Regions from separate parts of the Mus musculus genome. Here regions 1, 2, 3, 5 and 6 are each linked to region 4. The links are chromatin contacts, called in public Hi-C and promoter capture Hi-C maps. All regions are on one chromosome and are shown on one strand. The core of a region is the stretch at or near the end of the contact, and the rest is flanking DNA. Distances in the headings are between cores, read along the strand shown.

Region 1 (4,536 bases), core at 973-3,472, 320 kb before region 4:
TGATGACACATCCTGTCAGCTGTCTGCAATCACTTCTCCAAGAACAATGCCCCACCCACTCTTGGGCATTCTCTTAAGGAATAGCTGTCTATTTTAATCTTCTGATTACTCTTTCTCTATTTCTGTTTAAAATGGCAGAACTCGTGCTAACATTAACTGTTTGTGATTTTGCCTGTGCTCTTTATTGTTCTTGAATGGAAGAATAAATTACTAAAACATGAAAGAAATTTGAAAATACGCATTAGAGTTGAGAAGTAGTGATGTTTATTGTTGTTTTTCATTAAAGTATTTCTTCTGCAGAGAGCTTATGTTGTAATGATCCAACATGGTGCTTCACAATATAATCATGGTCTTTAGGAAGCTGAAAGGAGAACTGTGTACTCTATCCACTGTATATCAAATAAATCAATCTGAAGGATGTGTGGCACAATGGTTTGAGTGACTTCAAGGTCCTGGGATACATAGGGAGTTCTAAGCTTCCTGGACTACAGTTTAAGGCCCTATACATTGGGCCCTGATATGAGCCCTATGCACAGTATCTGCTTTTGTTTTTGTAGGAATTAAATGAGATAATGCCTTTTAAACCTGACTGGGAGTGATGGCTCAAAACACAGTCCTAATTTTACCCATAGTCCCTAGTCCTAACCATTGGAGTGGCTGCATTCCAACAGAGCCCAGATACAGGTGCTTGGACATGTAGGAAATTCACACAGGTCTCCACAGCCATCTAAAGGTTATGCCAGGATGTTAAAATTCCAGCTTAGGACTCTGCCACATCACCTCCAATAAGATCTGTGTGACAAGTTCCACAAACTGAGGCGATTGACCTCAAAAGGGGGAGGCCTCTTGGAACTGGTTGTGGAACTCTTTGCCAGAGAAAAATGATTGAGCTGTAGTTCTCATGGCAATCTATCTGTTTTGCTTTCTCTTATTCCTTTTCTTATTTACATGTTCCTGGTAGCCTAGGCCAAGATCTTAATTGAGAATAATGGGTAAGAAACCACTCCTAGAGATGGGGCCACTAAGATGACCTTATCCCCAGGGAAACCAACGCTTTACTTTCCAAATCATTTACAAAACTATTATGATAAAAATTTTCCCAACAATAAAATTTCATATGACTACACATGTGTCATTGGAGGTAGATTTTGAGATATGGTAAAGAAAGCCTTAATTAGAAAGAATTAAAATAGTTCAAATTTATACATTGAAGATTACAAAAAGACAGGCACTAGATGTTAAATAATAATTGACCATGGGGCTAGAAAGTTAGTTCAGCCCATTAAAGATCTATTAACCTGCTCCTGGAAATATACCACTAGCCTTGGACGACAGCTCCCACTGAATACATTCTTTTAGAATTGTTATATTTTGATGATTTATAATGATGTTACCAGTTCTGTTTGTGATTCACTGAATACATAGTTTCAGAGTTGTAATGCTTGGATGATTTTTGTGCTTTACTGTGTCAGATGACTTTTGTTGGTATTTGTGATTGTTTCACTGGATACAGTTTCTAAGAAATGTAATGTTCAGTTTTTAATGTATAAAACCCCCTGCTTGAGAGCTGCAGAATACACTCAGATTCAAACTGCCTCTGTGTTTGTTTCTGTTTGTCACCACTGAATCCTTACCCACCTCGCTTCAAGGACCCTCATTCCAGGGACCCCCATACCCGACTGCGGTGGTCTGTGGCAGGACTCAATCATCTACAGTGTCTTAAAGACCTCAAGCTTGGTTCTTATACATTTCTGAGGCCTTCAAGGAAATACAGCAAGGATTCTCACTGTTGCTGCTCAAGACAGAATAGAGTTGAGAACTCATCAACCTATAACCATTTTGTGGACAGAACTTTGTCTTTCCTTACAGGAACAAACATTTTACTTTGCTATTATTATTACCTGAAAAACTCAGAGTAGCTGTTTTCCCTACAAAAGGAAGACAACATTTTTGTCCAGTGAAGTGAAAAATATACTAGCTGCTGCTTCTCCCCACTATATCCATGAAAATGCTGAGGCTGTTTATTTTGCCAGATGAGTTTTGATATTCCCCCACTGAAAGTAGAGATGCCTTCATTTTCCATTTCCCTCAGATTCTGCCACAAACCACACTTAGGAAGAAAAAAAAATACCATGTAAGCATGTTTACCTTCGCCTCACTAGGAAGTTAACACACACCCCAAAGTGGTGACTCATCACTATCATGCTATAAAATAGAAGATGCTTGCCCTGGGAAGGAGAGACTCCAGGCACTGCTGGGCACCATGCATTCAGCTATCCTGGCCACCTTCTTCTTGTTGAGCTGGACTCCCTGTTGGTCCCTGCCCCTTCCCTATGGTGATGATGATGATGATGACCTGTCTGAGGAAGACCTTGTGTTTGCAGAGGTACTGTATTCTGCCAAGGATGGCACTGTAGTGCATTTCTCAAATCCCTATTCTCTTAAAAGCTGGTTATTTTGGTCTCTTTTCTAGCACTACTTGAAATCATACTACCATCCTGCGACTCTTGCGGGAATCCTGAAGAAGTCTACAGTGACCTCCACAGTTGACAGGCTCCGAGAAATGCAATCTTTCTTTGGCTTAGAGGTGACTGGCAAACTTGATGATCCCACCTTAGACATCATGAGAAAACCAAGATGTGGAGTGCCTGATGTGGGTGAATACAATGTTTTCCCTAGAACACTCAAATGGTCCCAAACGAACTTAACTTACAGGTAAAGCAGAGGCTCTGTCCCTCACATATGTTACTTTTTTCTTCTACGTGTCTGACGTTAAGTAGGCCTGGAGTAGTTAATTGGAGGTTCGGTTCAGAATTAGCTTTAATACAAGGTTAAGAAGCACAGAAGTAACTTATATTTAATATCTGATTGCATTTTTCTGCAAAATTAAAAAGTTTATATTACACGTATTTCTAAATGAGTTCTGTAAGTCAACATAAAAAACTAATAAATTAGTAAGACCTATTATCTCAATGCTAGCCCCAACATTATTTTTGGTGAGTGTCTCAAGATATTTCTTGTAGAAATGAAACCACAAGTCAGGGAAGAAATTTAAAAAATTTTTGCTGTATTTATGATGATGTTCCTGAAGATGGAGGGTTCCACTCTTTCCTCAGACCCTACAGTGCCAGATTTTAGCTGCCAACAAATTTATATTTAATATGTTAAATTTAAGGTGCCAAGGTATTTATTTATTTGACAGTGATTAAATATTAGACAGAACTCTTGAATTTAATTCTTTTAAAGCACCTATTATATCTAATGGAAACTTTAAAGCAGCCATTTCAAGTTGAAAAGCAATATTCTAAGAAAGTATATTTGCTTTTTTTGTTCTATGTTGTTTGTTTGTTTAATGTATTTATTTAATGTACAAGTGTTCTGCTGCATATACAGCCACCTGCCTGAAGAGGATATCAGATCTCCCTATAGCCCTATGAATGATTGTGAGCCACCTTGTGATTGCTAGGAAATGAACTCGGGACCTCTGGGAGAGCAGCCAGTGCTCTTAGCCACTGAGCCATCTCACCAGTCCCTAAGAGAGTATGTTTTACAAACAGTTTTAACCTTTCAAAATTTAGCTGACATTTTCTATGTTGAATAGGATTGTGAACTATACTCCTGATATGTCCCATTCTGAAGTGGAGAAGGCCTTCAGAAAAGCCTTCAAGGTCTGGTCTGATGTGACACCACTGAATTTCACCAGAATCTATGATGGCACTGCTGACATCATGATATCTTTTGGGACTAAAGGTAAGGGTGTGGAGTTATTTAGACACATGCTCATACACTAATCCTTCCTTGCTTTCATTTTTTTTTATTCCTTTCACCAGTCATTTACCAATTTCAAAGCATTTGAAAAAGCTGCCAAGTCAGGCACAGTATATATAATGGGACTCTAACTCTTGCTGTCTGCATAGAACATGGTGACTTCTACCCATTTGATGGACCTTCTGGTCTTCTGGCACACGCTTTTCCTCCTGGACCAAACTATGGTGGGGATGCCCATTTTGATGATGATGAAACCTGGACAAGCAGTTCCAAAGGTAATCTTCCTTGTAAAGACTTAGCTCATGTTACTGGATATAGTCTCACTGACACAGTTAGAAAGCATACAAGCAAATCGTGTTTAGCATTTGATTATGCTTTCTAAAATAACAAAAGTATATTTTGTGCTAATTGGTGCCACACCAAACTTTTTTTGTACAAATCATTAAATATGAATAAATTATATGATATTTCTTGCTATGACCTCAAGAATATTCTTTTTGAAATGGGGTCAAACATCTTCTCTTTTAGGCATGGTTCTGTTTCTTTCTTTGGTTTATAGTTTTGCTGTTTAAAGAAATATAGTTTTTTATAAATCTATCTCTAAAAACTATCATGGCTGGTGCTATGGTCCACAACTATATTGGATGTTATTTGAAATAGACTTTTTTTTTTTGGCTGAAATATTAATGGCATAGGCTAGTTAAACTTCTATACCTCATTAGGCACGTTACTTGTCTCAGACTTTCCTACAGCATTCATTCATTCATT
Region 2 (4,153 bases), core at 772-3,271, 410 kb before region 4:
AGGAATGATATATCAATTCAGGAAAGAACCTTTAACCACTAGCACAGGATTCACTGTTATCATTTCATAGGTATCATTGTGATGATGACACTCAATGTCAGTCTGCCCCACAGAAATCCAGTCACAAGGCCAATACAATGGCTGTGGTCCAGTACACTGCTATAGGATGAGTAGAACAAGGAGCAGGTGTTACCTAGTGTGTATCTCTGTATTGCTCTTCAATATTAGTTCCTGAGTGCTGTCTTGAAATGTCAAAAACAAAGTCCTGATTTGACAACTAATTCTCTGGGTTTATGGTTATGGAAATAACTCATAAAATTTTGACTTACAGTGTTTGAAAAAACAACAGTAACTTTTGGAAAGGAAAACAAATGGATTCAGTACAACAATCACATGGGCAACCCATAAATTCTTTTGTGCCTCCAGTGCTTGCTTATTTTTGACAAGTGTAGAAAAGTCCTATTTTTAAAGCTGTAAGGAAAAATATAAACTATACTGAATATGAATATATATATATATATATATATATATATATATATATACTTAGCACATCTCTGGGACTATTTTTGGCTACATTAATTCAGATATAACTATTTTAAAAGTTCTGTTTTCCATTTCTTCATTCTACAATCCTTAAACCTAAGAAATATGCAAATCATCAAACTGTCAAATGAATAGACCTGTTTCAGCCTTGTGTGCTTAATCTGTTTATGTTGTGCCACTCTACTAACAGACGGCTAAAATGCATTTTTAAGATTTTTCTTCATAAAGTTGATGAGTACCTTAGGATCTAAACCAGAATACCCTTTTGTTTTAATACTACTTCCTTTCCTTTCCTTCTTGTGACTTAGTCAAAGAAAATTAGACCACATAACAAAGAACTCAGCACCCTCATAGCTTCTCATTATTTACTATATAGAAAATCAAGAACTATCACGAGCAGCAGAAAAAATTAAATCACATAACTAGGTGCTTTTCTGTACACAGACATAATGTCCCTTCCCAAGTCTCACAACCTGAGTTCCACCTCAAGAGTGACAAGATTGATGGAGAAAATGAACTTTCAAGTTGTCATCCCAGCACTGGCACACAAGTGCCCCCACAATAAATACATATATAAAACAAACAAACAAAAAAAAAACCCTTCATCTTTCAGTTGTCTACTTCCTGTAGGGAGTTCTGTTTTAGAGCTTACATTTTATAATTTTCATGTAAAAACAATGTTTCGTGCATTGTTTATAATAGAGTCGAATGGGTTATAGGTTTGAACATTATGTTCACTGTTAAAAAAACATTAACTATATGCACCAAACATTGAAGTGTCCTCTCTCAGGAAACTTGTGAATTCCAGGGCATATTATGTATCCAGGACTCATTACAACAACCGGTTTTTTTCTTTCTCCTTGACTAGATTAGGGTCCCACGATGCAGTCACAGAACCACAGGGATAGAATTTAAAGAAACAGTCTTCTGTCACAGTTGGGTTACAAACATGGACTTCATTCACTAAGAATCTTCTATGAGATAATTTTACCTAGCAAACCTTTCTTATAAGCAGTATTTCCATTAGAAGTGACGTGATTACTGTTTCTTGAGAGCAGCCCATTAGAACAGTTCCCCAAATCCTCTGTAATAAGTCAGTCCGTTTCCCAGTCTCTTATCCAAGAGGAGAGTTCCTCAGAAGTAAAACATGGAGGCGTTGCCTCAGCACAGGAGGAAGCCATAAACTGACCCTGAGCATGAGGGAGAAAAGGACAAGGAGCGCGAGAAGTTGATCTCAGGCCCACCAAGAACACCCGAAAAAACTGGAGCGGTTGCACGTCAGGAGTGGGCACACTCACGCATGGCTCCTCACCAGATTACTTCGCTCGCCAGCTGTGGAGCGTTTATGATTTCTAGAAAGGACTTCCCGCTGGAAACCCGCCAGAAAATCTCCGGAGATTCAGGCTCCACCTGCAGAGACAAAAAATCCCAAAGTAGAGAGACCGCTCCAGGCCCTGCGAGCTTCCTTTCTACGTCACTTCCGGTCCAGAGCCATCCGCTTCCGGGTCAGGCTAAGCCGCCTGCTCTTCGCTGCTACTGTAGGTGCCGCGCTGTCGGCGTTCGCTGCTCCTGGAAAAGCCCGAGCCGCGACACCGCCGGCCTTAGCGCTGCGCTGCCCGGAACCGCCCCTAAAGAGGAGACCCGGGGCGGGGTCGCGCCTCGGGCCTCCGCTGCGGTCCCCGGCAGGCGGGAGCCGGCGCTGCGGGGCCTGCGGCGGAGCGCGATACCCCTCCCCGGCCGCCCTGTCTACCTTGCCGGGGAAGGCGGAAGATGCCAGTGAAGAAGAAGAGAAAAGCTCCCGGAGTGGCAGCGGCGGTCGCGGAAGACGCGGGCCTCAAAAAGTGTAAAATCCCCAGGTACTGCCTGTCCCCACCCCGCTGGCTCTCTCCTTCCCCCGGGGCCGGACAGGCCGCTAGCCGGGAGGAGAGGGGCGAGCCCTCTCAGGCGAGGCGGTCGGTGAGGCGCCCAGTCTCCGCTCCGCGCGGGACCGAACCGCGTGTTCGCCTGTACGTGCTCTCTGTCGTACTTGGACAAGCTCTGAGATTCGTCCCACTTTGTTGTCTGCGTGCCCAGAGGGTAGGAAACAGACGACCGTACGTATGCATTCTCCATCAAATTTCCCAACCGAGAAGTGAGCGCGGATCTGCCAAGATTCACGGCGTCCTTGTGTCACACTAAATCGAGCAGAATTGGCTTGGTCCCCACATTGTTAAATGTCAGAGTGTGAAAAAAGGAGCAGAGCTTGAAGAGTTTTGACAGCTGCCTTGGGAATGATGGAAAGAAAGCCTTTGCTATAATTGGTCTCCCGAGTTAGCATTTAAAGTGGCCTAACCTGGACGATCCCAGCAGGAGGCCTTTTAAATCGCTGGAGCCTAGGCTTCTGGACGCACCAATGCCTCCACTTCACCTGTACCAGTTCCGTACACTTAATTGGAAAAGGCCCTTGTGGTTTTTGTTTTCTGGCATTAAGACGCTGGTAGCTCTCAACCTCCTTTTAGGCGTTAGCAAGCTATTGTGCTCCATGTTCTCTTAGGGGAAAAGAAAACAAAGCAGAACTGTAAGTTAGAGCCCTTTACTCGCTTTGTGGCATATACTCAATCATCACAGATTCATTCCTCAGAAAGTCATTGCGATTTAGCTTTGAGAAGTGGGCTTCTTCCCATACACTTTGAGTTGTTTTTGTATTAATGGTCGACACTTAAAGTGACAAATACTACCATTACAACAAGACAGCCTGGAACAACAATATCAACTAATCAGTACCCCCAGAACCTATGTCTCTAACTGCATAGGTAGCAGAAGATGGCGTAGTTGGCCATCACTGGAAAGAGAGGCCCTTTGGTCTAACAAACTTTATATGCCTTAGTACAGGTAAAGCCAGGGCCAAGAAGTGGGAGTGTGTGGGTTGGGGAGCAGGCCTGGGGGGGGGGGGGTATAGGGGACTTTTGGGATAGCATTTGAAATGTAAATGAAGAAAATATCTAATTAAAAAAAAAAGACAGGCTGCACTAGACAAAGGAGATTTCCCTTTAAGGAGAGATGCAGTGAAGAATGGACTGCTTAAACTATGAAGGTGACTTGCTTCATCCTAATCTTTTTTGTAATTGATTGCTTTGTTCTTCTCCCCTTGTTGTGTTTTAGCAAAAGAGTCTAGGTAATATTTTTTGGGTGATGTATAAAATAGAGTTTTCATTATGCCCTTTGGCATACATTTTTCTTAACTGTATTAGCTCTTGGAGAATCATATCTAAGATATTTAAATTAAGTCAGTTAAAACAGCTGGCTGAGCAGTATCATTTGACTTCAGGTGATTCAGCCTAAATTATAACAGGGATTTTAATCCACATCAGTAGCAGAATGGAAGTAAGGCTTCAGGCCTTCCATAAGGTATGTAACTTAGTGGTAGAGAGCAAGCCCAGCATGAGCAGTCTAGGGAGAGCTGTCTAGCCTAGTCTTGGGTTGAGACTTAGAATGTACTTCTTTATTATCTTGAAATCTAAGGAAATAATTTTAGTTTCTAGTTATGGAATCCTGTAGCAAGCAAAGAAGCATTTAGATTTCATTGGTTAGAAATTCTTACACATAGAGTACAGGTCCTTATTGCTAATAC
Region 3 (4,432 bases), core at 1,654-4,153, 450 kb after region 4:
TAAGCCTCCTCCTAAGCAGTTCTGAGCCATGTTCAAGGTTAGTGGAAAATGAGGACCTCAGCAAGCACCCATTTTAGAGTAACCCTAAGAATAGCTCAAAGAACTGGAGTCACCATGCGTGGATCCCCAGTAGTTTAAATATGAGTCTTGCTTTATTTGGTTTTGAGCTAGCCTGGGCTGTGTCACCATGCATGGATCCCCAGTAGTTTAAATATGAGTCTTGCTTTATTTGGTTTTGAGCTAGCCTGGGCTGTGTCACCCACCATGCGTGGATCCCCAGTAGTTTAAATATGAGTCTTGCTTTATTTGGTTTTGAGCTAGCCTGGGCTGTGTCACCATGCGTGGATCCCCAGTAGTTTCAATATGAGTCTTGCTTTATTTGGTTTTGAGCTAGCCTGGGCCAAAAATGATTTTGAACAGATCCACTTACCTCCATCCTTCCCAGAGTTGAGATTATAGGTATATGTCACTGTGTCTGGTATGTAGTGCTGAGATGGACCCCACGACCTTATGCATTCTAAACTCATACTGTACCAATTCAGCTGCATCTTTAGCCCAGGAAGAACTTAAAATTAGAAAGAAGTGAATGCTTGGAGTTACAGAAAGAAATCTGGTGAGTTTTATGGATGAATACTGAGTCCACCGAAGAACTCTACTGAGCAACCAAAACGAAGAAGGGAAAGAAAAAGTATACCTTCTGTCACGTTGTATCAGCTGACAGTTCCCTCTGTGCCCAGGACATTTTCTACAGGATCTACACTACTTCGGTATGTGGTGGAGACTGATTTGTTGAAACTGTGTGTGCCTCATAAACTAGGATGAGAGCTCATTTTAACAACTTCCAAGTGGGATATAGAAAGCATTTAACAAGCATTTACTGAATAAACAGGTATATTAAATGTTATATATGGAAACAACAAAAAGTATCAAAGAAAAAAACTGGTTGTGGTGGCAGACACCTTTAGTCCCGGCACTTGGACAGGCAGATCTCTGTGAGTTTGAGGCCACCAGGGCCACACAGTGAAACTGTGTCTCAAAAATAAAAAGAAAAAGAAAATAATGTAGCATTTCAAAATTTTGATCTTAAAAATCAGTGGAGGGTCAGTACTGGTAGATTATCAAAATCTAACCATGCCTAAGACATGCCATTAGTAATAATATGGCATTAAAACCCTACCACAGGTAACAGGAAATGGACTATGAGACCAATTTGCCCTCTGTTATGGCAAACAGATTAGAAAACGTAGCTCAGAATTCATGTCCTTTCTTCAGCATCAAAGTGTGCTCAGAAAGATGGTCATTGTAGATGTTAATGTTATTCTCTTGTAGGTCAGACCTCTGATTCAGTTTGATAGGTGTCTTTAGAAGAGACAGGGTCATGACAAGGGACTAAGGGAAGCTGGCCAGGCTTCACCTGTCCAGGGTCCATGGAAGTGAACCACTCCTATCCAGAGGCAGGGACAATCGATGGATTGTTTTCCTGCTCTCCTTACTCATGGCAGTGGGTAAGAAGACTAATGTTATTTGCTGGCATTTTGGAGAGGGCCCAAGACATTCTTCCAAGGTCTCTATCTCTGGCTATTGAGGAAGCTATATTCCTAGCACACAGTGGGCCTTTAGAAAGTGACAGAGTGAATAGATTACATGTCAGCTATAAAGTCAATGCTCAGAGGAATGGCAAGGAATGACGGTCACTTCACAAAACTGAACACTTTACCTACTGTTGGGTAGGAGGCAACATTTCAAAATGGGGCTCGGTTTTAAGATGCACATAAAAATCTCACACCTTTGAATGAACTTTGCCTTCTTTAAAGAATTCCCTTCTAGCTAAAGGTTTTTTTCAAACAGGCCATTGCTCAAAACCTTTGGGAGGAAATCCTGTTTGGGTACTACTGTTACAGCTTGATGCCCACTTCTCAGGGTGAATTTGATTTTCAGAAACCAAAAGTATTTGGAGTTAAGACTAATAAAGTCCACGTAGTAGTATTTAAAAACAAGATGTGATTGTTAAAAAAAAAAAAGTCCCATTGAATTTTCAGTCAACATCGGTAACACATGCCTGTATTTCTGAACTGGGATTCGGAAGCAGGATGACTGACTGATACGAGTTGAGGCCATCGTGAATTACACAGTGACACTGTCTAAAATAACTACAGACTTGTAAAGTTATCTAAGGCAGAATTCCGAAGGTAGGTAAAAGACATTGGCAAGGTGGTTATGGTGGCACTTGGGTGGCAGGGGCAAGAGGATCCCAGTGAATGCCAGGCTAGTCTGGTCTACAGAATGAGTCGCTCTGTCAAAAAGCCCCCTAAGAAACAAAACAAAAGAAAACCCAACCTGCACTTTTTATTACTCCCAAAGTCTAAGAACATGTCATGGAGTGTTCCCAAGAACATCCAAAAGAGCGCCCCCCCCTCCCCCTTTCCCCAATACCAACCATGACAAAATCATCCTTTTGGTAGGGCTGGAACGTCTGGTCGAAGCTGAACGCCTGCGCCTGGATTCTGCCCAGCATGGACCTAGCAGAGGGGGAAGAGTCAGCGGGCCCTGGCCGGAGTTGAGGGAGCGCAGAGCCGAGTCCCGGAGCACGGACACGAACACGAACAGGGAGAGAACCCCAGGACACGAGCGCGGTGCCACGGCCCCAGCCCACCGACCTGAGCCCGCCGCATGGCCACTTCCGCCCCTCGGCCCTCACCACTGGCGGAGGCGGCTGGTGATCTCCCGGGCGCTCAGCGACGAGAAGGTTCTATGAGGCAGGAATCTGAAGTAGTAGCCGCCTCCATCCCGTGGCTCCCCAGCCGCCATCCTGCTTATGACCAGGGTAAGAAAGCAGTAGTCGTTTCCATAGTGACACAGCGGTAGGACCTGCCACCACGTTCAGGGGGAGGGGCGCCGCTCAGAGGGCGGGGCCTGGGAGAGAAGTGGGCCCCTTGGCTCAGTACGCATGCGCCATGGCATTTTGGGTCCCTGCCTTTACACTGAGGACTCTTAGCCTGGCTGTTAGGAAATGGAAGGAGGTTGCCAGTCTTTGTGTTGACAGGAACTCTTAGTTCTAGACACTGGCCAGTGACCTAATATCAAAACCTACAGTTTCAAACTGACAATTTCCTTTTGCACTAAGCAAAAGTCTAATTAAGTTGGTTTCGTTTGAAAGACAAAGGGACTGCTTAGGAACATAATCTCGTCTGTGGCTCTTTTCCTTTTGAAGTTTACATCTCAGGCAGGTTCCTGCGAGCACTACACCACAACACGCTGCTAATCAGTGTGGGATGTATGCTTACCTGCTGAAAATCTCATTCAGGAGCCAACTTGTTTTTGTTTAGGAGCTGTTTTAGGATTTAGGTGGACGAATTTTTTTACCTCTACTAACTTCATTTCCTTCTGCTTGAACCTTAAGAACCAAAAGGTCAAATAAAAGGGAGCAGGGACAGGGGGAGAAGGGGGAAGCTTCGGAAGAGGGGGACAGAGGGAGAGAGGCTTGTTATCACTGTTACTTTGTGTGCCACGAATATTATTCCACAGTTTATCCTTTTGGGTTATTACAATTTGAAGCTATTAGGAATGCAGTGGTGAACATTCTTATATAGGTTTTTTTTCCCAGTCCTCCCATTCATAAGTTTATGAATTCTTTGTTTATTTTTTGTGTATATGAGTGTTAACCTGTATGCATGTCTATGTACCACAAGGGAGCCTGGTGCTCTCAGAGGCCAGAGGAGAGCATCAGATCCCTAAGGACAGTTGTGAGCTGTCCTGTGGATACTGAGAACCCCTGTCCACTGCAAGAACAGAGAGAGCTCTTAACCGCTGAGCCATGTCTCTAAGCCTCTCATAAGTGTTTTTGTAAAGGAAACAAAATTTTATTGTAAGATTCTTAGGATTTCTATTGCCTCAATGAAGCACTATAGCCAAAAGGTATGTTGGGTAGGAAAGGGCTTATTTGACTTACATTTTCATATCATTGCTCATTGTCAAAGAAGTCAGGAAAGGAACTCACACAGGGTAGGCTGATGGAATCGATGGCTATGGAAGGGGCTGCTTACTGGCTTACTCATCCTGCTTTCTTATAATGCTCAGGACCATCAGCCCAGATGGCGCCACCCACAGTGGACTGGGTCCTCCCCCATCAATCACTAAATAAGAAACTTCCCTGTTATCAGATCTTATGGTGGCATTTTCTTAACTGAGATTTCCTCATCTCAGATGATTTTAGCTTGTGCTAAGTTGACATAAAACTATCCAGCTCCTTGTCACAACCGACTCCTTGTCACAACCGACTCCTTGTCACAATCGACTCCTTGTCACAACTGACTCCTTGTCACAATCGACTCCTTGTCACAACTGACTCCTTGTCACAACTGACTCCTTGTCACAATCGACTCCTTGTCACAATTGACTCCTTGTCACAATCGACTCCTTGTCACAACTGACT
Region 4 (4,198 bases), core at 886-3,385:
ATCTTGTGTCATCTATTTTCATCTACAGTCTTCTGGAACATGAAGGCTCTCCCAGCCTGTACTGCACTCACCACCTTCCTAGGAATAACAAGAGCCCTCCACTCACCAAGCTACTTTCTACCAAAAAAAAAAAAAAAAAAAAAAAAAAAAAAAAAAAAAAAAAGTGATTTCCTGCTCACTTGCAGCAAAACCTAGCAGGCTCCATTGCAATGAGTTTCCTGGCTTTTTTGCAATGTGTTTCACGGTGTTCTAATTTCATTATTGTTGTGGTTTCTTTTCTCAATGTGTGTAAAGAAAGAGAAGCACACTGCATTTCCCATTAAGCAATTCTGTAACACTACAAAGGACAAGCAGTGATAACTCAGATGATGCTGACTCTGACACCAAGGTCCCCTCATGAAGACATTCCTGCAGAAGGCAATCAACAAAGAGGTTCCGGAGAACCCATGAGCTAGCTGCGGAACTCAGCTCTCCTGCCATGACAAACCATTGTTCCCTTACAGTCAATACAGCTATGCTTGCCCACATTCACAGAGCCTCACAAGACTAAACCCATAGTTAGCTTTCCTTGTAGAAGTAGATGGGGAGGGTCTCTACAACCCAGCCCTAGCTGCACATGACATGGAGTATACAAAACATGGAAAGCTAAGTAGACAGGATCAGGCTCCACTAATACCATTCAAGAGATCTTCTTCACCCATGCTCTGGTAGAATTTCTCAATGATGGGCTTGGGGTCATCCATATGCCTATAAGTAATTCCTCACCCAGGTCCCTATAAGTCTTACTAACTGGTTCATCATGCTGGACATGAATGGAGTTGTTTCTTTACTCCACCAGCTCTCAGCCTGTGAGCGACAGCTGATTTGGGCCCAGCATATCAAATATCTGAATTATGATTCATAACAATGGCAAAATTACAGTTATAAAGTAGCAACAAACTAATTTTATAGTTAGCAGTCACCACATGAGGAACTATATTAAAGGGTCTCCACATTAGGAAGGTTGAGAGCTACTGCTTTAGTCTAACTTTGACTCTGTCTAGGGTGGACAAACATTTCTTCACATCTCAGAAAAAGTAATACAACACTATGGAAGCTTCACGCTCCACTCACGGTAAAGTTGACTGAGAGCAGTGTGCTGCGGGATTTTGAGTAGACCTGAACTATAGGAATATTCAAGTAGATTGTATTTCACTAATTTTTGGCATGTCTGTAATATTGTGTAGTTTTTAACCTTTCAAGAAAAGGAAGAAAACAGACGTGTTCTCCATCCACTCAGTGACAGAGGAGAAAACTAAGCTGCATGTTCACCAATGGCAAGGACGGGGCTCATATTTGCATGCGTTGACTGGGGGGTCATCTTCTTTTGACTACGATTCCTTTCTATACAACAATCTCTGTCTTCAGTTTGTACTTTTGTTGCTGTTGCAGGTTGTTTTAGCCTCCTTTGCATGTGCACGAGCACACACACACAACTTAATGTATGGGATGTGTCTTTGGCTTCTATATAGTCAGTACAGTGTCTGTCCAAGTTAGCTCTGTTGTCAACATGACAAGGTTTAGAGTCATCTGAGCAGAAAGCCTCCATTGAGAATTGGCTTGCAGGCATGTCTGTGAGACACTGCCTTGATTCTTAATTGATGTGGGAGGACCCAGTCCACTGTGGATGGCACCATCCTTAAGAAGGCCATGTATAAGAAAGCTAGCTGAGCTTGTGACTGAGTGAGCTAGAGAGGTAGCCTGCAAGCAGTGTTCCTCCATTGTTTTGCTTCAATCTCCTGCTTTTCTCTGATTCCCTCCATGGTGGACCATGACCTGGAAGTGTAAGCCAAATAAACCCTCCCTCCCCAAGTTGCTTCTGATCAGAGTGTTTATCCCAGCAAGAGAGAGTCCACAACACTGACCAAGACCAAGGAGGCCAGAGGAGTGTATGTAATGAGATGATCACATGTTGGAGCGAAACAAGGAAATAAATCATAGCCTCGCTTGTGCCTTCTGTGCTCCCTGTGTTGGTGCCGATATGCACAAGCCTCTAAGGATTATGAAACCGAAAGCTTGGAGTTGGCACCAGACAGCAGAGCCTGGCTGTGCAGGCTCGGGATGTTTCCTGTGGAAGCTGAAGTCCAGTGCTGCCATCTAGTGATCATGAGCAGAACCAAGACTCTCCCGCCCTGACCTGCAGCTGGTCCATGCCCCACAAGCAGAACCTAGCCTGTGTGCCAACGCCTGTAAGCTGAGGCAAACACAGCTAAACCTGTTGACCCTAGGCTGTGCAGGGGTTGACCTAAGGTGGCCTGGTTCTCTTCTCAATCCACAGTTCAGCTGCTGGTGGCTTTCACCTCACAAAGGTGAACAGGGTGCATCTTTCTCTCCACATTTAAGTGTTTTAAAGCTGAGATTATGAATCACTGATGCAACGAGAATCAACAGAAAGAAATGATCAATTGTTGTACAATTAGGTCAAAATCTTGGGAGGGCAGGGCCTGATAGGTGTGTCTAGCAAGTTCCCAAGCCCCGTGTGCTCCCCGACTCTTTTTCAATAGCCCTCACTTCTGCTCCATTCTGAAATGACTGTTAGTGTAGTGCGTGCATGCGTGTGTGTGTGTGTGTGTGTGTGTGTGTGTGAGAGAGAGAGAGAGAGAGAGAGAGAGAGAGAGAGAGAGAGAGAGAGAGAGTCCAAATTACCTAGAGAGCTTGTTTTAAACAGGCACAGCTATCCCATGGCTAAATTTTCTGATTTAGTCAGTCTTGAATGAATTCCAGAATTTGCATCTCTAATAGGTTTCCAAGTAGAATTATTTGAATCCTGAATTTCCTCTAAAGTTCTCATGCAGTTAAGACTTTCTCCAAAGCTAGATACATCTGTAAGCCCAATACAAAGCTTCTCTCTCCATATGTATGTATGTATGTATGTATGTATGTATGTATGTGTATATATAGAGAAATTATATAATAAATAATTATATTTATTATTTATCTCTCTACATATATATGTATAGGCATATATACTTATGTATATATACATATATATGTGCATATTCTTAAGAGATAGCTTCTAGCAGAAGCAACTTAACATCATTGGGAACATGCCCTTGAAGAGGATATTAGGACCCCAGATTTTCTATCCTCTTCTTCCCCCCTCCCTCACATTTTCTTCCCCAGCTGCCATGATATAAACAGGTTTACAACTGCAGACTCTCTCCTTATTGCATGTCTAAAAGCCACGAACTCCTGCAGCCATGGACTACAACCTCTGGAACTCAAAGCCAGAATATGCCTTACCTCTCTCTTGGTTGAGTTTCTTCCCCCATTGTTATTGCTGCTGCTGCTGCTGCTGCTGCTACTGTTTGGAAACAGAGTCCCCCATGTAGACTTGGCTAGCCCTAAACTTAAAATTTTCCTATCTGTCTTTTGAGTGCTGAGCTTGTAAGCTAGTACCCCGGGTATTTATCGATAAGTTGACATTCTAAAGTATCCATTACAGTGTAGGGCCCTAAGCTATGCATTGTTGGCTTGAAGGTCAGAATTTGCAGACACCATAGTTGGCGCGTTTCCAGCCCATCCATTATGTCCCCTTTGTTCATCTAACTCCATCATGGCTACTGTGGTAAAGCTCTGAGAAGACTGAGAGCAAGGAAATAGGAGGGAGGCCCCCAATCCTTTAACTGTTCTTGGCTCTGACTCTAGGTGGGGAGGCCCCAGTCCTTTGACTGTTCTTAGATCTCATTTCATAAATTTTACTTCAGGATCTAGATGAAGGCATCTAGCTTCCACCCAGGTAGCCGCTCATGCAAGTTCCCTGTTTACGTGCCATATATTTATGAAGTTGAAGCCTGCTTCACAAACAGCACCCGGACCCAACAGACTACAGCACAGTCTTGGCTGGTGGCGAGACTGTGGATCCCGCAGATAAATGAACCCAGAGCAGTGTGAAACATCTTGCCTAAAAAGGTCCATTGGCAACCAAACCCTGAGAGTCTGGATCTGGTTAAAGTTTGTGGACCCTCATTAAACTAATTTGATACATGATTTGGAAAGAGTGTCTATTATGATAGTCCAAGAGCAGTATTGTACCCAGATTGCAAAAACCCCAAAGAGACCATCAGGAACTACAACTCCAATGCAAGAACACGAGAGTCCTTATTCAAGCTCGAGCTTGGGTCACAAACCCAAGCAACAGGTTAGGAAAGTGACCCTC
Region 5 (4,432 bases), core at 1,629-4,128, 340 kb before region 4:
ACAACAGTAACTCCATAGTCAGGGAATGACTGCCTACTGATCACACTATTTGCCTCTGAGGAAGCTGGCCAAGTGGTATTAAGATTCCTCAATTGGTGCTTGGCAATAGACATCCACACAGGCCCTTTACTCTCATTCTTCCTGCCCTGTAGCCCCTTTGCTTTAACTGACAGAGAAATAAACAGTGCTGCACACATACTCTGAAGGAAGTCTCAGAAGAGCAAGGAATGAAACACTGATACCTACTACGGATGCTAAGATACAATACAGTATTTTTAAAGGCCAGACACAAAAGACTTCATCCACATGAGCTCTCTAGAATAAACAAATTACATAAAGATGGGATTGATTGCCAAGGCCTGGTGAAAGGAATTGTGGGAAAAGACCATTTCCTGGCTCCTGGGTTTTGTTTTGAAATAAAAAGATAGTGAAACTCTCAGTACAGACATGTAAATATCACACAACTTTCCCCATTTGAAATTATAAAATTTGAGCATCCACTCCTGAGAGGCTCTGCCAGTGCCTGGCGAATACAGAAGTGGATGCTCACAATCATCCATTGGATGGAGCACAGGGTCCCCAATGAAGGAGCTAGAGAAAGTACCCAAGGAGCGGAAGGGGTTTGCAGCGCCATAGGAGGAACAACAATATGAACTAACCAGTACCCCCAGAGCTCCTTGGGACTAAACCATCAATAAAAGAAAACACATGGTGGGACTCATGGCTCCAGCTGCATATGTAGCAGAGGATGGCCTAGTTGGTCATCAATGGGAGGAGAGGCCCTAGGTCCTATGAAGGTTCTATGCCCCAGTATAGGGGAATTCCAGGGCCAGGAATGGGAGTGGGTGGGTTGGAGAGCAGGGGAAGGGGGGAGAGGGAGGGGGAGGGACTAGGGCATTTTTGGAGGGGAAACTAGGAAAGGGTATAATATTTGAAATGTAAACAAAGAAAATATCTAATTTTAAAAAACATTTGACAGAAATAATAACATCAATGCTGTTTGTGTAGACAGGAACTATGGTTTTATTTATGTTCTACCTGCTCTCAAATAGACCTTTTGGAATAATAATACAAGAGAATGTGAAGGAACTGCTATGGAATAGTACTAAGCTATCAAAAGGAATAAGGTACATTTTTATTCAAGGTAAGATAAACTGACAAATTAGGTCTCATATTGTATGATTATATTTAAGAAATGTCCAAAGGAGAGAATTTCATAGAGACACAAAACAGACTGTTAGTTTCCTACAACTGTTGTAGGAATAAAGGATGAGGAGAGAAAGACTATGGATTTATTTATGGGGTAGTGAAATTTTTCTAAAATTGTTCTGTTACCTCTTTTTTGTTATTCTAAAATAATTTAATAGTACAATTAAGTTAGGGGAAACAATCTGTTATAAGTTATACAACTTATATTAATATAATATTATATATATATTATCTCAATAAAACAGACTTAAAACATAAAAAATTATAAAATTTATTACATATGAATACACCTCAATTTTTAAAGGCTGTTTAAAAGTGGTGTTGCATTGCTTCTGTTATCATTGTGTTTGCACACTGTAAACTAAACATCATTCGTTGTGCACAGTTTCAGTCTGAGTGCTCATTTAAAAAGTCTGTAGTGTTTTTTACTCTCTGGAGAAGGGTAGATGACCAGTAGCTTTATAGAAACAAACTGAGAGTGTGCCATGTAAGATAAGAATTGTGGGACCACAAACCTAGGAACTATAAAATCTAAGAGAAAAATCTAGTGATCCTTCCAGCTTTTCAAAGAGTCTATGGTCTTATTGATAAATTGATCTTTTAACAATCAGACATGTATGTATGCATGCCTGTATGCATGTGTGCCATATGTATGCCTGGCACCCATGGAAACAAGAAGTGGGCTTTGAATCTCCTAAAACTGGAATTATGGATGTTTGTAAGCCACCATATGGGTGGCAGAAGTCAAACTAGAGTCCTATGCAAGAGCAAGGAGTACTCCTAACCACTAGGCCATCTCTCCAGGCACATCAGTACATTTTTTTAATGATACATAGCTTGTGATACATTGTTGTAGTGACCCTAGTAAACGAGTATCATTATTTGTGTACAAAATATCACCCATTTCCTGTAAGCTTTTGTACAATCAAGGCAAAACACACTACAGAAGGCATGAATTCAATATGCTAAATCCAAAGTTAAAGGGAATGATACTGTGTGAACTAGACTAGTTCAGCCTTGCTACAACTGAGTCCCAGGTCCCACTGTGCATGTGCTCCTAAAGCTACTCAAGAATGTGTGGGTTTCAATGCAGCTCTATCCCTTTTTTCTGCAGCAGACAATTCATGCAACAATTATAACATTGCTTGATTTTTACTTGGCAAAGTCAGTTCTTCTTTATTCTCAGTAACTTATTTTTTGTTGTTTTTTTGTTTTTGTTTTTTCGAGACAGGGTTTCTCTGTGTAGCCCTGACTGTCCTGGAACTCACTTTGTAGACCAGGCTGGCCTCGAACTCAGAAATCCGCCTGCCTCTGCCTCCCGAGTGCTGGGATTGCCACCATGCCCAGCTTTATTCTCAGTAACTTTTAAGTGCAGTAGTGAACGTGGGCCCCAGTTTATGACCTACTTCTTGTTTATAAGGAGGAATCCAAATGAGCTAAGATATATCAATGTTTGGTTGCTTTTGGATAATTATTAAAATAAGCTCACACACACTGTCAGACACTCCCAAGAACACAGGAAGCAGCTCCCAAGCGTTCTCAAGCCTTCTCTGAGAACTAGGTTCTCCATTACTTCCTTCTGGATGAGCTCATCGGAACAGAGCTGTCTTCATGCGGTCCTGGTTCTGTTTTGCTTTTCTGGAACAGAGCTCACTTTTCTAGTTCTATTTTCCTTCTTAGAGGATCTGAAAAGTGCTGGGATTGCTTTTTCATAGCCAGCTTCCTTGCAGCTCCAGGGCCACTAAAAATATGAACTATAGAAAGGGTTTTAACCCAGTTTTCTCATGACCTAGTGCAAAGGCATTTAAAAAATAATTTCCTGTTAACTAAGTGTGTGAGCTGAGAACAGGTCAGAAAGAGACCAACAGGAAAAGATGATTTGCATACATCCTTACTGGGAAAAAGAAATCCCAACAATGTGAATCTGGAGGGCTGTGGTCTTACTTCCCAAAATGCTGAAGTAGGAACTGGAAAGCCAGAAAACCACTTCTCATGGTCTGTAATTTGGAGGAGGAGAACCAGACTCAGTGTTTGGACACCTTTGTTCAATTATGCAATAAGCACATTTTGTTTTCAGATTTCTGGGAAAACTAGCATTCCTCCAAAATATATTCAAGATGGATTTATCCCCAAAGGTGACTGGATAAAAGCTGAGAACCTTCATCAAGCTTTATCATAAAAACAAATATCACAGTTACTGAAACATAATACATTTTTTGCCACAGAGTTTGAGACAGAGTTTGAGTTGGAATGCCCTGACTCCCTCTACTTCACCCCTTTGTGTAGTGTCACATTTTAGAATGGATTGGCTGAACCAGTGTCCCCAATATTAGGTCTCCAGGTAACTTTGTTTGTTTGTTTGTTTGTTTGTTATGATTTTTTGAGACAAGCTTTTAGTAGCACAAGCTGGCCTCAAACTCACCCTGTACCTCAAGATCTCTTTGAATTCCAGATCTTTCTGCCTCTACATTGAAAGTTTTGTGAGTTGCTACCACATCTGGCTTATCACAAAGCAATTTTTTAAATGCCATAAAGAAAGGCTCTGTCTCACGGTTCTAATGATAATGTGAATATGTGCTTGCCAGAATGAATGCATTCTGTTTGTGCACCTTATGAATGCAGGTGCCTGTGGAGCCAGAAGAGAGGGTCAGGTGCCCTGGAACATGATCCTTGATATGGTGCTTAGAACCATCTCCTTAGTCCCAGAAAGGAATTTGTGAAGTCTAGATAATCCACCAACTCTCATAGTATTTGTGCTGCACAGACTAGAGAGAGTTTGTGGTATTGGGAAACAAGGTAAATTTAAATCCTGGAAGGCCTAAGGGGAACACACTATTCTATTTTCTTCATTCTCTTTTTTAAGTGGGAAACCTGAACAATTCTTTTGCTTTTTGGATATCTAAAACTATTTGAAATTACCAATATTGGTCATATTTGATACACATGAAAATGGTAGTTTCCTATACTTGACCTAGGATGTATGTCACAAAGTACAGACAGTAGCAGAAAGGCAAGCAGGGTCTTCTTGCTGGGTTAAAGAAAGCCCATGGGGTCCTTGGGATACAACGTTCACTAGTGAGATTTACTAGAAGAGGTTCAGTAGAGCAGAGTGGAAGAGCAGAGCTGTGGGCATGTGCCTACTCCAGTGCATCTTTAGGAAAAGGTAATTGAGACCACTCTCAGCTTACAGGGGCTGCACTAACACCAACTCTTCAAACAAAAA
Region 6 (4,422 bases), core at 1,891-4,390, 410 kb after region 4:
CTTTAAGAAGTATCTTTGACCAGAAGATGTCTTGGCCATCTCCCAGCCTGCTGGCAGTGGTACATCATCAGGGATCTCAAAGGAGGACTGCCGGAGATGCTGAGCTGCAGGGGCAGCGGCAGGGCCAGAGACAACGCCACTGGCTGTGAGTGTCCCAGGAGAAACGGCACCCAGCTGCAGGGAGGCTGGAGAGGAGTGAGCTCGAACATGCTGTGGAGTCAGAGCTCCCGCAGTACCTGCATCAGTACTGGCCTATCAGGAATAGCAAAATGAAAATTAACAATAGAGACAACAGCACCTACCCCTAACTTCCAAACAGTATGTCACGGCAACCAAATATCTAAGTATCAAATGTAAACTTTAATGTTTAATTTCTTACACAACAGGAACACACCAGACCAAATAGACCATTACAAAAATTTAATAGGCATTATAAATGTTATTTTACTGATGAACAGTCCATCTGGATGAATGTCTACCTCCTAGACAGTGTGAAAACAACAAATACTAGGCATAATAACTTTATTTAGTGGTAAAGAATAATGCTCATCCTACATAACTCAAAATAATCAGTACTTTTCTAAGCAGTGTGGTTACTTTTCCAGGTTCTAGAACAAAACCTGGGGAACGACTGGGCACTTTTTTCTTTGTTGTAAATGTCTAATGTTCCCCCATCTTTCACTTTTTTGACTGTAAACAAATGTGATAAGTCAGCCATTATAAATTATACAACATTTAATAAATTCAAACTCTCAGAACTGCACCAATGCTAAAAGCTCCTCAATGAAGAGAATAATAGGCTAGCCCTTTTTGTGCCTAGAGAAAGACTTTTTCAATTCAATTATAATTTGTGGATTCACACACTTATAATAGCTGGGTGAGGGACAAAAGAAAAATCTGCAAAGACCCCAATGATTCAAATTTGGGTCCAATCAGACCAGTGTTAAGACAGGGGTCAGGAATAAACTTGTGTGTAAATGAGCTTTTCCAAGCGAGAGGATATAGGGCTAGAAGACTTCTCAGGCAGGGGCCTGTGGATGATTATTTACTAACTCTGATACATACCATTCACAGTCCAATCCTTTTATTGGAATTAGGGTTTCTCAAAACGTTTTTCTAGATTTATGTTGATAAGGAAACTGAAAAGACCCAGCAGTCATTTAAAGCCCCATAGGAAAACCCCGTTTTTGAGTTTCCAGATAGATTGAATTTTAGGAAACCATTAGCGCACAGAAAAGGTAAATTTATTGACGAACAGCTCTCTTAAAACGCTTAGAGAGAATGCAAATGTACCCACGAACGGCCCAGTGGAAGCCAGTATTACAAGTACACTTTCCCGGGTTCATTCCTTCTGACTTCTAAGTGCTACAAAATGGAGCGTTCAATCTGTGTATTCCTTCAAAGTTGCCCCAGCGGTTTCTCGATTGCATGTCACATACGTTTAGTTCAGCGAGTACAGAAACTCACTTGTGGGGGAGGGAGCAAATAGTATCTAGGTCTACTGTTGTTACAAATTAAGAGTTTATTTAGCCGAGCAGCTAGATAACTTTTCCTTCCTTCTTAAGAGGCTTTTTGTAGGGAGGTTAATCGAGATTTTCGAAGCTTCAAAAACCCCGTTCTACAACAAGCCTGCCTAGGAGGGGGGGCTGGAGTGGGGGCGGCAACTCTTCTTTCCACTCAAGTTACAGCCCGAGTGGGCTAACGACATGGCAGTGTTTGGAAAACCAATTAAGTTTTGGGCAAAGTTCCTGTGCTGCTTTAGCCTAAAGCAAGTTCTTTAAAAATTAAGTAATTAAAAGCGGGGGGAGCGACACTAAAGAAATCTACCAGGACCTATCGGAATGTTAATACTTTGAAACGGTTTCACTTCTGTGCTGGATCCAGTTGGGAAAATAACCAGGCGTCGTGGATACGGATAAGCAGCCATGTTCACATCCGCAGTCAGTTAAAGAGCAATGGCGAGCTTGGAATTAGTCATTGCTTCCCAAACATTACCTTTAATCACAGTTGAGCCGGGCAGAACTCGGCCTATGAGTCAACCTGCAACGCGCTATCAAAGGCCGGCGCAGAAACCTCTGCACCGTGAGCGCAGCCGAGCTCCTGCGCAACACACAGACGTGGCTCATTTAAAAGCTTTCGGGCCGAACAGTAAATAATAGGTTACGATTTAGGAAAAGGACACGTGAGCCCACCGAGTGTGAAAGGATCCCGCCCGCGCGAGTTCCAGGGCACGGCGGAGGCGAGTGGGGGGTCGAGGGAGCTTCGCTCGGGCTGGGGAGCCCGAACCCTGCATCCGGAGAGCGCCTGGGCCGCGAGAACAGAAAAGCTTTCGGGAGAGGGAGGGGGAGGGGACCGGGAGAAGGAACCAGAAACTCAATGGACCAGTTCAACCCCCACCCCTCACCGGCACGCGAAAACAAGAGGGCAGTTAACACAGCTCCACCGGAGACTGCAGTGGCGCGGGAAGGGGAGATCGGGTACCCCCGGCTGGGGTCCCGCACAAGACGCCGGCCCCCTCCCCCTCCTCCCCTCCCCCTCGTCAGAGCGAAGGTGCGGAGCGGAGGCGCGCGCATTGTGCACCCCCCCTGCGGCCAACTCCGCGAAAACAACCCCCAGCACCGCACCCCCACGCGGCCCCGCGCCCCCGGGATACCCTTACCTGTCGCGAGTGGGACTTGGGCTCAGGCGGCTTGAAGAAGGAGTCGGGCAGCTTGCGAAGCCGCATGGGCACGGTCTGAGGCACGTTGGCCGTCTTGGGGTTCATGACGGCATTGAAGAGCGCCTCCAAGTCGGTCTCCGAGTCCCCGCGGACGTGCACGACCTGGTGGCCGGCCGGGGGTGCGGGCGGGGCCGCGGGGGTCCCGGCCGGAGACACGGACGGCGGCGCGGGGCCTTGCGGGGCCGGCTGGGGCGGCGGCTGTTGCGCGGGCTCCATGGCTGCGGCCTCGTTCGACGCTCGGGGCACTGCGCTCAGGTTCGGGGGGCTGCGACGCGCGCCCGCATCGCCCTGCACTCCTTGCCCGAGGCCGCCTCCCCTCTCCTCCCCTCCCCTCCGCGAGCTCCTTCCTTCCTCCCTTTCTTTGCCCCCGGCCGCGGCGGCGTCCCAACTGAGACAGAAACTTTGGCTCCAGACGCCCAAACTAAAAAGTTGCGAGGAGCGCCCGCCCGCGCGCCTCGCGGGCTCCGCCTCCTCGACGCTCTTCCTTCCTCTGCGCGCCCGCCCGCACCGAATCCGCGGCCCGCGGCCCCCGGGGAAACTTTCCCTGCGCGTCGCTACATTCCTGCAGACTCCCGGCCGCACGTGACCCGGGGGCGACCGCGCTGCGTGCGCACCCACCGGCCGGCCCCGAGCCGCTCGGCTGCGGGCGCAGATCCTGCCGGACCCGCGCGCAACGCCAAGGCCGCGAGGAATCGGGACAACCGGCTTGGTAGGGTGGATGCAAAGGCCACACTGTTCACCCGCACTAAGGTTAATCCGGTCCGCGTTTTAACATTGATTCCATTTACCACCAAGTTTGAAGAAGAAACAACAAAACACTTGAGGGCGGGTGCAAATGATTTCAAAGTGAAGCTTGGAAACCAGGAGTTGCACTGGGAGTACCTTACAAAAGGAAACAGTATTACTTTTTAAATTTTGTTTTAAACAGGCTTTACTCTGTAGTCAAGGATATCCTCCAACTCTTTGTGCCACAGCTTCCACAGACAGCTAGGATTCCAAGCCAGGGCCTCTGCTAGCCCGGTTTTTGTAGGTTCATAGGTTCGTCCTTTTTCTTTTCTTTTTTCTTTTTTTTCTTTTCTTTCTTCCTTCCTTCCGCTCCCCCTTTCTCCCTCTCCTTCCTTTTTCTTCCTTTTTGTGTTTCTAATTATGTACAAGTGAGCACAGGTGAAGGTCAGAGGACCATTTGTGGGATCTGTTTTCTTCTTGGTTGTGGGTCCCAGAAATCGAGCTCAGGTACCCTGAACCATCCATCTCATGTTGACTACCCTATTTTGCTGTTTTGAGTCAGGTTCCTATGTAGCTAAGGCTTTCCTCCAATTCACTACATAACTGAGGCTAGCTTAAAATTTCTGCTCCCCCTACCTCAGCCTATAAAGGGCTCAAATAACAAATGTGGGGCACCTTGCTCAGCAAACTTTTTTTTTTTTTAAGTGAAAAGTCAATTTTTTAACACCAAAACTTGACATTTCTTTGGGAACTTCAACTCAAAACATAAGTCACTGTTTAACCTCATGGAGCATTGTGGGTTTTCCTCTTGTGTTTAGTACAAGGGTAAACAATGCAGGGTAGACTAAGAAATGAACCTCAATGGAGATTACCTTAGCCCCTGATTCTCTGTGTGTCAGTCTTTTATCTATCAGGAGCCTATCTGGAATCACTCCAAAAATGATAAAAATCTGTTCGTGTTTTTTAAGTTAATTATT

The links. Promoter capture Hi-C pulls out the DNA fragments that hold promoters and counts their contacts. Hi-C and Micro-C count contacts between places; a contact is called where the count stands out from the background.
Region 1: a Hi-C map of bone marrow-derived macrophages shows a contact between it and region 4, with 6 times the contacts expected there. The contact joins the promoter of Mmp13 here to the enhancer-like site in region 4. A contact is called at or near these places in 13 of 39 promoter capture datasets (the 3T3-L1 cell line, the C10 cell line, cranial neural crest and 6 more), 1 of 15 datasets of contacts at CTCF or cohesin (large pre-B cells), 2 of 484 Hi-C or Micro-C datasets (both in bone marrow-derived macrophages), 2 of 115 datasets of contacts at active chromatin or transcription factors (large pre-B cells and vascular smooth muscle cells) and 3 of 9 other capture datasets (adipose tissue, liver and macrophages).
Region 2: a promoter capture Hi-C map of hippocampal neurons shows a contact between it and region 4, with 5 times the contacts expected there. The contact joins the promoter of Dcun1d5 here to the enhancer-like site in region 4. A contact is called at or near these places in 23 of 39 promoter capture datasets (the 3T3-L1 cell line, 3T3-L1-derived adipocytes, the C10 cell line and 14 more), 3 of 484 Hi-C or Micro-C datasets (bone marrow-derived macrophages, cochlea and cortical neurons), 21 of 115 datasets of contacts at active chromatin or transcription factors (the 230-238 cell line, the SCID.adh cell line, astrocytes and 14 more) and 4 of 9 other capture datasets (adipose tissue, liver, macrophages and 1 more).
Region 3: a contact with region 4 is called in a promoter capture Hi-C map of hippocampal neurons, with 2.7 times the contacts expected there. The contact joins the promoter of Cfap300 here to the enhancer-like site in region 4. A contact is called at or near these places in 4 of 39 promoter capture datasets (hematopoietic stem and progenitor cells, hippocampal neurons, liver and 1 more), 1 of 15 datasets of contacts at CTCF or cohesin (large pre-B cells) and 1 of 115 datasets of contacts at active chromatin or transcription factors (large pre-B cells).
Region 5: a Hi-C map of bone marrow-derived macrophages shows a contact between it and region 4, with 19 read pairs. The contact joins two enhancer-like sites. A contact is called at or near these places in 3 of 15 datasets of contacts at CTCF or cohesin (CD8 T cells, the NIH/3T3 cell line and large pre-B cells), 1 of 484 Hi-C or Micro-C datasets (bone marrow-derived macrophages) and 3 of 115 datasets of contacts at active chromatin or transcription factors (acute myeloid leukemia, fibro-adipogenic progenitors and microglia).
Region 6: a contact with region 4 is called in a Hi-C map of uterus, with 4 times the contacts expected there. The contact joins the promoter of Yap1 here to the enhancer-like site in region 4. A contact is called at or near these places in 3 of 39 promoter capture datasets (the 3T3-L1 cell line, hippocampal neurons and liver), 2 of 484 Hi-C or Micro-C datasets (myocytes and uterus), 2 of 115 datasets of contacts at active chromatin or transcription factors (cardiomyocytes and large pre-B cells) and 1 of 9 other capture datasets (liver).

What each region holds. Positions count from the first base shown.
Region 1 is chr9:7,270,292-7,274,827 of GRCm38.p6, forward strand. It overlaps Mmp13 (matrix metallopeptidase 13), which reads left to right and starts at 2,223. Exons shown (of 10, transcript NM_008607.2): 1 at 2,223-2,386; 2 at 2,474-2,715; 3 at 3,602-3,750; 4 at 3,918-4,043. The coding sequence starts at 2,264. Gm31639 (a long non-coding RNA gene) reads left to right here. Exons shown (of 5, transcript XR_379095.2): 5 at 1-1,217.
Region 2 is chr9:7,182,484-7,186,636 of GRCm38.p6, forward strand. Dcun1d5 (DCN1, defective in cullin neddylation 1, domain containing 5 (S. cerevisiae)) reads left to right here and starts at 2,022. Exons shown (of 8, transcript NM_029775.3): 1 at 2,022-2,399. The coding sequence starts at 2,314.
Region 3 is chr9:8,039,972-8,044,403 of GRCm38.p6, forward strand. It overlaps Cfap300 (cilia and flagella associated protein 300), which reads right to left and starts at 2,904. Exons shown (of 7, transcript NM_199017.3): 1 at 2,699-2,904; 2 at 2,438-2,519. The coding sequence starts at 2,808.
Region 4 is chr9:7,593,321-7,597,518 of GRCm38.p6, forward strand. All of the region lies in intron 2 of Gm31751 (a long non-coding RNA gene), which reads right to left. Among named protein-coding and RNA genes, the nearest start is that of Mmp27, 24 kb to the left of the region's middle. Within about 2 kb of position 2,136, at least 123 of the 459 cell types and tissues checked have an H3K27ac peak or open chromatin away from gene starts, as enhancers often do. A contact at or near this core is called in the SCID.adh cell line, adipose tissue, bone marrow-derived macrophages and 9 more, where this site is marked.
Region 5 is chr9:7,247,968-7,252,399 of GRCm38.p6, forward strand. No RefSeq gene overlaps it. Among named protein-coding and RNA genes, the nearest start is that of Gm31639, 5.4 kb to the right of the region's middle. Within about 2 kb of position 2,879, at least 15 of the 459 cell types and tissues checked have an H3K27ac peak or open chromatin away from gene starts, as enhancers often do. A contact at or near this core is called in bone marrow-derived macrophages, where this site is marked.
Region 6 is chr9:8,001,456-8,005,877 of GRCm38.p6, forward strand. It overlaps Yap1 (yes-associated protein 1), which reads right to left and starts at 3,141. Exons shown (of 9, transcript NM_001171147.1): 1 at 2,660-3,141; 2 at 2-252. The coding sequence starts at 2,935.